Regions from separate parts of the Drosophila melanogaster genome. Here region 1 is linked to region 2. A link is a contact called in public Hi-C data. All regions are on one chromosome and are shown on one strand. The core of a region is the stretch at or near the end of the contact, and the rest is flanking DNA. Distances in the headings are between cores, read along the strand shown.

Region 1 (4,527 bases), core at 1,487-3,986, 290 kb before region 2:
ATAATTAAATACTCAGTTATGAAATTGATTTTGTATAAAAGTAATGAAACAGCTAAAATGTAATTAACTTGTTAATTATGAAACCACTCAGATATGTACAACATTCGATTCATGAACAGGACATTTTGGAAGATTTGCCAAATTATTTGCCATCTTGAAAGCTGGGACCACCTATGAATGCACGTGCGACGAGCACATTTGTAGGCCCTGATAGAACATAACCTAGACTACTGCGGAAAAAGAAATTGTTCACAACGCGCAGAGCAGCAAAAGTTTAGATGCCGTCGCCAAACCACTTTTATCATCAATTGCCACATCTGAACTGCCAGGAGCGAATTTTTGAAGGAATTCGAAGCAGCAACATGGGAGCTACAAGCACCACGATGCGGCCACTAGGATGGCAATGTGCAACCGGACTGAAGCAGCAAAAAGTCGGAAAAAAACTCTGGGAATTGTATCAATATTGATCTGATGCTTTAGGCTATTGGTTAAACATTAAGTGCAATCGCAAATTATTCACTACAATACCGGACTGACAAATGATTTTGTATTTAAATTGGAACTGGTGAACTTCGACGAGAATGAAACGCAACTAACCAATTTTCTTATTGAAGTGACGCGATAATTATTGAAATGACAAGCAATTAACATATAAGCCTATCGATATACAGTCTTGAGAAGCACATAAAGACATCTTAAGGTGCGACATTGAAATCTTTCAAAATTACCATCACTTAATATGTAGAAAAATAATTGTTATAATGATTTTTCAAGGGAATTTGGCCTGACTTATAAAACACGAAAAATAAATGCACATGTGTTATGAGAAATTTGGCTTGCTTAGAAATTCGAAACCAATAAGTACTCCAATACACCCACTATTCCAACGCAGTGATTTCTTGCACGGACATAAGAGTTCTGAAGCACGTTTGCCTTGACCCCGGGACATTGTGTTCCCCATGTCTTGCGAATGTCCTGGCTGCCCCGGCCTTTGTTGTCCAGATGGCATATGCAAAGTGCAAACAAATTATTATTAGCTGCCAACAGCGCCAGCTACATCATCTTCACAATGGAAGCACCGAGGGATTCCCACACAAATGTGGCGTCCAGGAGAACGGAAAAGGCGTTTGGTCAGGGCGGGGCTTCGCTGCATTCTCCCATTGTACGGCCAAAGTTCCGCCTTTAAGGCGAACCCATTTAATTCACTTTGTCACCATGCAAATGAAACATTAGTGGTGACGTATCCAAATGGATCGCTCAAAGGTCTCCGTCGGATGCCTGCAATTAGGCCAGACACGTAAATGGAAATGATTTACAATCGTTTGGGCGTCTGTTGCTTCTGTTGCTCCTGCTGCAATTCACTTACCATCAAGTGCACTGAGAAAAATCCCTTTCAGCATGGATAATATAAAAGGTAAATATTAAAAGAAATAATATTACTTTAATAACAGATATGTATTGTTCAATTTAATTTGCAACCAACATCCAATCTTCGTGTATTACCTTATGAATGTCCTTTTCTACGGTATAATTAATACTTTTTCATTTCTAAATAAGCACATTCCATCATCTATAAACATTTGATTTTCTCGCTAAAGAGCGTCATAATCGATCAAGTTTTTTATTAGTGCTGCGGAGGAACGGACACATGTAGCTGTCATCGGCGTTGAGAGTCGGCAGCGATTTATCAGTGGCCAAATCAATTAGTAACTACGTAGCTTATCTCCTGGATGGACGAACTCTGCAGCGCTCCAATGGTGCGGGTGCGGGTGGGGTCCCATGGCCCATTCATTATACGCACCGGCAGAGGAGTGTCATAAATATTCCCATCATCGTTTATTCGGCGTCCCATCAAATGGCCACAAATGAAAACCTGTTGATGTGCCCGCATAGAAAGCGATACGCTGCAACGCACACACACACACACACACACAACACAACACCACACAGCGCAACACACACTCCCACTTGACATCTTTGGGACGTCAGTTGTAATTGAAGAAGCTCTTTTTATCCTTCGTTTTTTAGCAACAAAACGAAGGAGGCGCTGTGTCGCCATAAATATTCATGAAGCACTAAAAGGGTTCTCCTCCGGATCCTAAGCATCCTGCTGTGGAGTCGCATTCAGGATGGAGCTGTGGGCATAGGTACATCGGTGGTTGGTAAGTGGCGAGAATCGTATTTGTGTTTGGTCAATTGCCACCCGGTGACAAAGAAATGCAATATGCAATATGCTGTCGTCAGTCGTTCCATTTGCTCCATTGTAAGTGTGCGGAGTGTTTAATTTTAAATGCCCCAAGGAGTGCGTGTACCTGAATTTGAATGAGTACAAGGCTCGGTTTCCCCAGGGGATCGACAATGGTCTCCGCCATTGTCGGATGGTGGGAGTCAGAGCAAACAATCGCGCATGTGTGCCCTAAACTTGGGGTTTCTCCTCACTCACCCACACACACACACGCACACACACATTACGCTCGCTTACACTTACACTTATACTAACACGTACCCCGCTAAGTAGGCAACACACTTTTCGGCCACTTCCGTTGCACAAACGACAGTCGACAAGCGGATATCCATATCCCCCTGCCATTGTGTGCGTGCGCAGCCGGCATTCCTGTCCACACACACACACACACACACACACCTAAACGAAGCACCCTTCGTGGACACATGGATGGCCGTTCGGGCGTCGATTCGCTTCCGTTTTGATTTATAAGCGACCGCCGCGCCGGGCTGCGTATCATTAGCAGTTGATCAACAGGTTTGCGCACAGCCAACAGCCAGGACAGGACATCCAGTTGCCACGCTCCTCGAAATCTGTTTCACACCGGTCAAGTGAGAGCGCTATAATTGAATTGCACTCGTGCCCGTAAATTCACTTAAAAACGCTATTTCATGTCGAAAAAAATTCTATAAAAGAGTGCGCAGCAAACCCGAAATAAAATTGTAAAACGCTGGCCACAGTTTCCGCTGGCCTCAATAATAATTCGTACGCTAAAATCGCGAGGAGATATATAGTCAGGTAAGTGGTTCGTTCGATATTCAATATGCTCGTAACTCGATTTGAGGCTTTGAAGCCCCAGGAAATGAACTGCAAAGTGAATTCTAGTGGTTCATTTTCTAGTTTAATTTTAATTTTTTTTTCGGGAATTTATTAAATATTTTTCAATTGCAGTTCTAAACATTTTCCTTTTAAATTAATTTCGAATAAGCAGACAAAGCCAGCCTTTTCAAAGATAAAGATCATTTTTAAATAACAAATTAGTATCTGAAGAATGAATACTTCGAGGAATGTGTTACAAATATTTATTTATGAAATTAACTTACCTTTTTTTATGTGCTTAAAAAATTTAAAATAAAAATAAGTGAACTTGAAAATTGCGATTGATATATTAATCCATCTCATTAATAAAACATTGGGTTTTGTGAATGGCGTGAGCCCACTTTAATTTTTGTTAATTAATGAAAAATGTATAAAGGTCACTTATTTTTTCGAAAAGTTTTCATTTTGTGAACATTTTAATGTGTGCCCTTTTGACTATTCATTAAAACCCAATGACGCGATTATTTTTAATATTTGCATCACATTTCGTTCGTTCACAAATTCAAATGTAAAAAGGTTACAAAATTTTAAAAATAGTCTGCTTCCTCTGAAAAGTAGAAGATTCATCAACGTAAATTTATTTGCGAAACTTGGCCAAATTATGCAGAACTCCCTTGCCAAACAAACCCATTGGAAATTGAAGTGACAAAATACGGGTGTCCCACGGCTAACCTGCTTGAGACGAGCAGCATATTTACTCTTTTGCGGATATTTTGTTTATTTACGACTTTTCGTTAATGTCCATGTCCCCGGGAATACTTCGATTCACACTCAGCGGCAACAGGCGACGAGTTCTTGAGCAGAGTGTCGTGGGTGTTGTGGGCAGGAAACCTATTTAAACAAAATACTTATTGGTGAATGCCATCCTTTGGCAAATATTTGCGCCAGCTATTTATCGAGACATGCGAAAAATAGGCGAGCTGCCGAATTCGATTTGCATGGAGCTGTTTAATTTTGGCGCGAAAATTTGCTTGCCACTTGCCACACTTGAGGGAGTCGCCAATAGGGACGAAGGATATCTCTTCCGTCCTGACACCACATGAATTATTTGGCAACAGGCTGGCAAATTAATAATGGAGCAACGCAAGTCAACTACCAAATTCGAAGGAATGTCAGCCACAAGGGCCATAAATATTTTCAGTTAATTTCAATTACAAGTTCACCCGGCACGTTTGCCTGCCCCTTGACCCCCAAACCCCATCCAATCCTATCCTCGCTGCGGGGTGGTTGGGGTGTGGTCATAAAATTCGATGCGTGCTCTATCATCGCGGTGGCTATATATTATAATTTGGCGCAAAGCCGCTAAAACTTTCATCTGGGCGGCGTCAATCAATCAACGACAAGAGCACAAATTAAGTCCGGGCGAAGCCGGAAAAAAAGCGGCCAACTCCGCACTCGGACAATCAGTCAGGAGTCCTTGGTCT
Region 2 (4,650 bases), core at 1,047-3,546:
CCCTAGTCGAAAGGAAGTCGAAAATCTCCGTGATGAAGTGCGAGTCACACTCGCCATAGGTCAAAGGGGCACGCATGGCGCTGGTGGCCAGATATTCTGCAGAGGATTACAAATGTTAATATATTTAAATGTCTTTAAATAAGTCAATGCTAAGTAATCGGCCAAACTTACCCTTCTGGTTATGCAGTGGCGCTCCATTCGAGTTGAGCACTATGTTCTCTGCCCTAAGCTTGCTCGAGGCGTATCCGGGTATCAGGAACTGATTATCCTGCTCCCACAAAGTGGAACTGTCCAGCGTGGGAGTGTCTGTCTTGGATTCCGTCGAGTTAATCACCGCCGAGAAGGTACTCCGACCCTTGAAGGGCACAAAACAGACGGATGTGCAGCTTGTGTACACCAGGCGCTTCACATTGTTTTGAATGCAGAGGTCTACTACGGCCAGGGTGCCTAACAAAGCGAAGAAATAAACTCGAAATTAAGATCAAATCAATGTTTATTCCAAGCCCAGTTTAGTTGCCTGGAATTACCTATCTTACGAGGTACTTTATTCGCTCACTCACCGTTCACATTTACGCGCTCCAGTTCCTCGTAGTTCGGCGGATACTCGATTTTCACCGAGGCGGCGCAGTGGAAGACCCCGTCCACTCCGTTGAAGATGGGACTGAGTGCCTTCAGATCGCCACCGATATCGGCCACATAGGTGCGCAGCAGGGAGGTCTCCTCGTGGCCAATGTTGTTTTTGTAGGGCACTATATCCAGTGAGCGGATCTCTTTGATGCCCAGCTCCTCCTTCCGCTCCAGCAATTGCTTGATGAGGTGCTGACCCAAAAAGCCACTGCCGCCGGTTACGAGCAGCACTTCCCCGCTTTTGTTGCCCATTGCGTCCAGGGTCAAAGTACACTGGTTTTTGGTTTAACTGCAACGAGACCGACTGCAGGTTAGCTGGGCTGGCTTAAGTGGTTAAGTGGAGTTTCCGTGAGAGTGGCTTTTATGGTCGGCGGCCCCACTTGGACCAGCCCGGCCACTTGGACATCACACACATAAACTGGCTCATCACCAGCCGGCGACCTTCTTCGAGGGTCAGCGGAGCAGGTTTCCAAGTGACTCGGCGGTTTTTCAAATGCTCGGCTTACGTGACGCTCCGCGGCGCTAATAAAGGCGGCCACTTTTATATTACCTATATGTTTACTTATAGTTATAGTTAGTTTGTGTAATCCAAATTCCCATGATTACTTCAATTATTTGCTTTTTATAGTCTGTGTAATATAAACTGGCTTTCACCTTATCAAAATGGGTTTTAACTACTATTTATTTGCATAAATGTAAATATGAGTAACCAACTTACTAGTTTGTATCTTATAGTATATAGAGCTACATATATTCCTTGATTACAGCAAATACTTTTTATTAATTTAAAATAAAATCTGAAAATAACTTTCAAAGCTGTAATTAAGTAACAATTATTTCTTAATGGCCTAGAGCTTAGTAAAAATAAATAAACTTACTAATTAAATCATTATTTTCGGTTACCTTCTAATGCAACGCGACCTTAATTCTGTTCGTATTAATGGCATTCGCACTTTTAAAGTGCCAAAAATGACTGTTAACTTTATAATTTATAATATAAGCAAAGTTTGAATGCTGTTCGCACATTTAGACGGATATATTGAAGATATAGTGAGCAGCTAGTTTCCGTTGTAGAGGAAATCTGATGAAAATTCGTATATAAATCATTGTCGCTCTATAGCTTTCGATTTCTACTTCCCCTTAGTGTGTTACTTGGCCACGGTCAACTTTTGTTTTGAATGAATTTATTAGACCCCGTCCAGTAACTAAGGCCGTTGAGCAGACTCAAAAAGACATTAAAAATAATAAGATACTAATGGTGACAGCAGCAACATCTGCAACAGCCACATTTGCAGCAGCAACATGGCCATCGGCCAAAGCAACAGCAACTTACAAGATACAATATACGGCAGCAATCTCAACAAAGGGAAACATGGCTCAATGTGCTAATGTTTTCGCTGGGCGGTCTTACAGATTACAACACAGCATCAAAACAATTACCGCGAACTGGTTTCCGCGTCTATTTCGACATGCACGTCAACACACACGATTTTTTTTTGGCATTTTGGCCTGGCCATTTTAAACTTGTAAACACTCGACCAATAAATGGCACCTGTCTATCTAGAAGCCCGAAAGTCGTAATATCTATATCGTTCGATGCTTACCAGGAAAATTTGGCACTTTTTTGTGAGCAAACCTTTGGGCTTGCCTGCTGACTGGAAACTGTTTGTTGGTCATAAACAAAAGTGGCCGAAACCGAAACGATCGTTGTCGAGCCACTTGGCTATCACTTATCGTTATCGTCATCGTCCGCGCTGCTATCGATCGCAGTCGTCGAGCATTTGGCGCGCGCAATTGAAAGTTCGTTTTTCAAAATGCATGGCATTTGGTAAAAGGTAATTTTTATTCAACAACAAGTAAATGAATGTGGACAGTAAGTACGCTTAGTGATTACATAAATAGTTGTCTTCTCTTCCCATGCATTTAGTGGGGTGCTTAGGCAATTGCAATATTCAATAAGTACAGTGGTAATTGTTTTCGTTGCATCTCATTCAATAACTTTCTATATCTTTATAAACTCCCTGGTAGATGTATAAAGTAAACGAGAAGTAAAGGCCGTTGATACAAATGACTTTGGATTAGATTAGGATTGGGCGCTCTTAACCATTAACCATTAACGAGTACGCGAAATACAATTACGGATATACAATTACGAATACGAATACAAAACGGTGTTTAGTTTAGTACAATTAAAAATTCTGTTCACATTTCGGTTTGGTTTATTACAACAATATCATGTAAATGCCGATGTAGATGCCCCTTCCGTGTGCACCTAAGTATGTATGTATATAGGGGGCTGTGTTAGGGGGTATAAACGTTGTAAGTACCGACTTTAAGTACCGATTGACTGCTGACTTGGTGGATTTTGTTGCATCGTAGCAAACATAAATAAGGGCCATGGTATTACATTACATTAAATTACATGTACGAATAAACTATAATTATCTAGCAATTTCATTTTGTTACACATACAAACACAATTGGTTTTCACAAACGTTCTCTGTTCTCAATTCTCAGCCTAATGCTATTTAGATGCATTTTGATGCATAATTGGAGTGACGTGAAGCGATGAACTCAGGTTCTGCGTAGTCGTAATTTAACATGAATGTTGATTGTGTACATTAAACTAGTTGTATGCATGTATGTATGTATATAACTTTCTATACACTACTGTATATAGCAGTATAGTGTTTTAAAGTATTGTATTGTATAGTATAGTATATAGTATAGTATGCATGGGTATTATGGGTGTGCCGTTTCCAGTAGCAACATTTCAACTAACATTATTTACTTCGCTATTACAAGTACGGTTCTTTATTAGCTATTATTGTTGTTATTGTTTCTGTCGCCGATCCACCAGTGCCATCGATCAAGGGTTTCCATACCCGGCTTCCATTTCCCGGCGCATTCCCGTCTCAGTAGGAAAGTGCCGAGGGCGAACGCGAGCCAACTGTGAAATCTTTGTACACCGAAAACACAGATATCTGCGAAAGAGTAGAAATATTGAATTAAAAATACACCCACAATTCATTCGAGGACCCAGCGCATCGGAACCCGTTCCCTCACATTGGCCATACTCGTGCCAATCCCCATATTGGCCACTTTAATTGCCGACTTGCGTCACAGTCAAGAACTGCAGCGTGGCCCTGGCACTTGGCCAGCAACCAAATAAAACTTGGCGGCATCTTGTGGGTGCGGAAAAATGGGACAGCATCCGTGGCTCTTCGCACATGTGCTCCGCCGTTGGGAATCGCTGTGATATCAGTTCAAGAGCAGACGCCTTATCAGTGCCGGCTAGTTCCGAAAATAGCTTACTTTTGGGTGGGTGTGTTTCGTGTGGATATAATCGTTTGGGTGCTTAGTAATTGCTGAAGACTTCAGCTATTCTGGCCTATGAATTATAGAACCATTTCGATCTGCTCAGTCGAAATATCGTGCCTATTACATTTCTCTAGGTTATACCGAGCGAAAAAATGATTTATGATCAATAAAATCGTATTGAATTAATACTATATAGATTTAGCCAAGCACACACCATTAAAGTTCCAGAACAACTTAATCTCATCATGCTAAAGAAAGCCCTGACATAACTGCGAATTTATTTGAAAACACGCCTTTTCTTTCAGTGTAGACAACAAAGATACATTTGTTATATCTGTAGGAAATAATTGACTATTTCTGTGTATACTTCTAACCCGCTGAGAACAAGTATTCTGCTTTTCGGTGAGTGCGGGGGGCGAACATGATATAATACCCATAATTTCTAAATAAAAACTGACCATAAACATACCATACTGCTGATGAAGAAATCTATTTCAAAATGAAACAATTAAAATATGATATGGTATATTTTGAAAAAGCGTTCTAAGACAATTTAATTTAATTCAATTAAAAACTTCTATGCTTGTCTTCCACTCGCGACTGACCTTGTTTTTGTCCCTACCACTTTGTTTCTTTGTGTGTTCTTTTGCTCACTTCCGGTGCTTCACGACTTACCTTGTCTTTTAATTGCTGGCACAGTTT

Evidence for each region. A called contact is a pair of places that touch in the nucleus more often than the background predicts.
Region 1: a Hi-C map of the Kc167 cell line shows a contact between it and region 2, with 5 times the contacts expected there. A contact is called at or near these places in 6 of 107 Hi-C or Micro-C datasets (the Kc167 cell line, the OSC cell line, the S2 cell line and 2 more) and 1 of 7 datasets of targeted methods (the Kc167 cell line).

The regions. Positions count from the first base shown.
Region 1 is chr3L:17,347,875-17,352,401 of dm6, reverse strand. Mip (Myoinhibiting peptide precursor) reads left to right here and starts at 2,736. Exons shown (of 2, transcript NM_140714.4): 1 at 2,736-3,022. CG7692 reads right to left here and starts at 580. Exons shown (of 7, transcript NM_001316448.1): 1 at 1-580.
Region 2 is chr3L:17,053,259-17,057,908 of dm6, reverse strand. CG7724 reads right to left here and starts at 2,296. Exons shown (of 4, transcript NM_140700.3): 1 at 2,232-2,296; 2 at 561-916; 3 at 172-447; 4 at 1-96. The coding sequence starts at 879. It overlaps rogdi (rogdi,), which reads right to left. Exons shown (of 8, transcript NM_168717.2): 7 at 4,624-4,650; 8 at 2,455-3,611. The coding sequence ends at 3,543.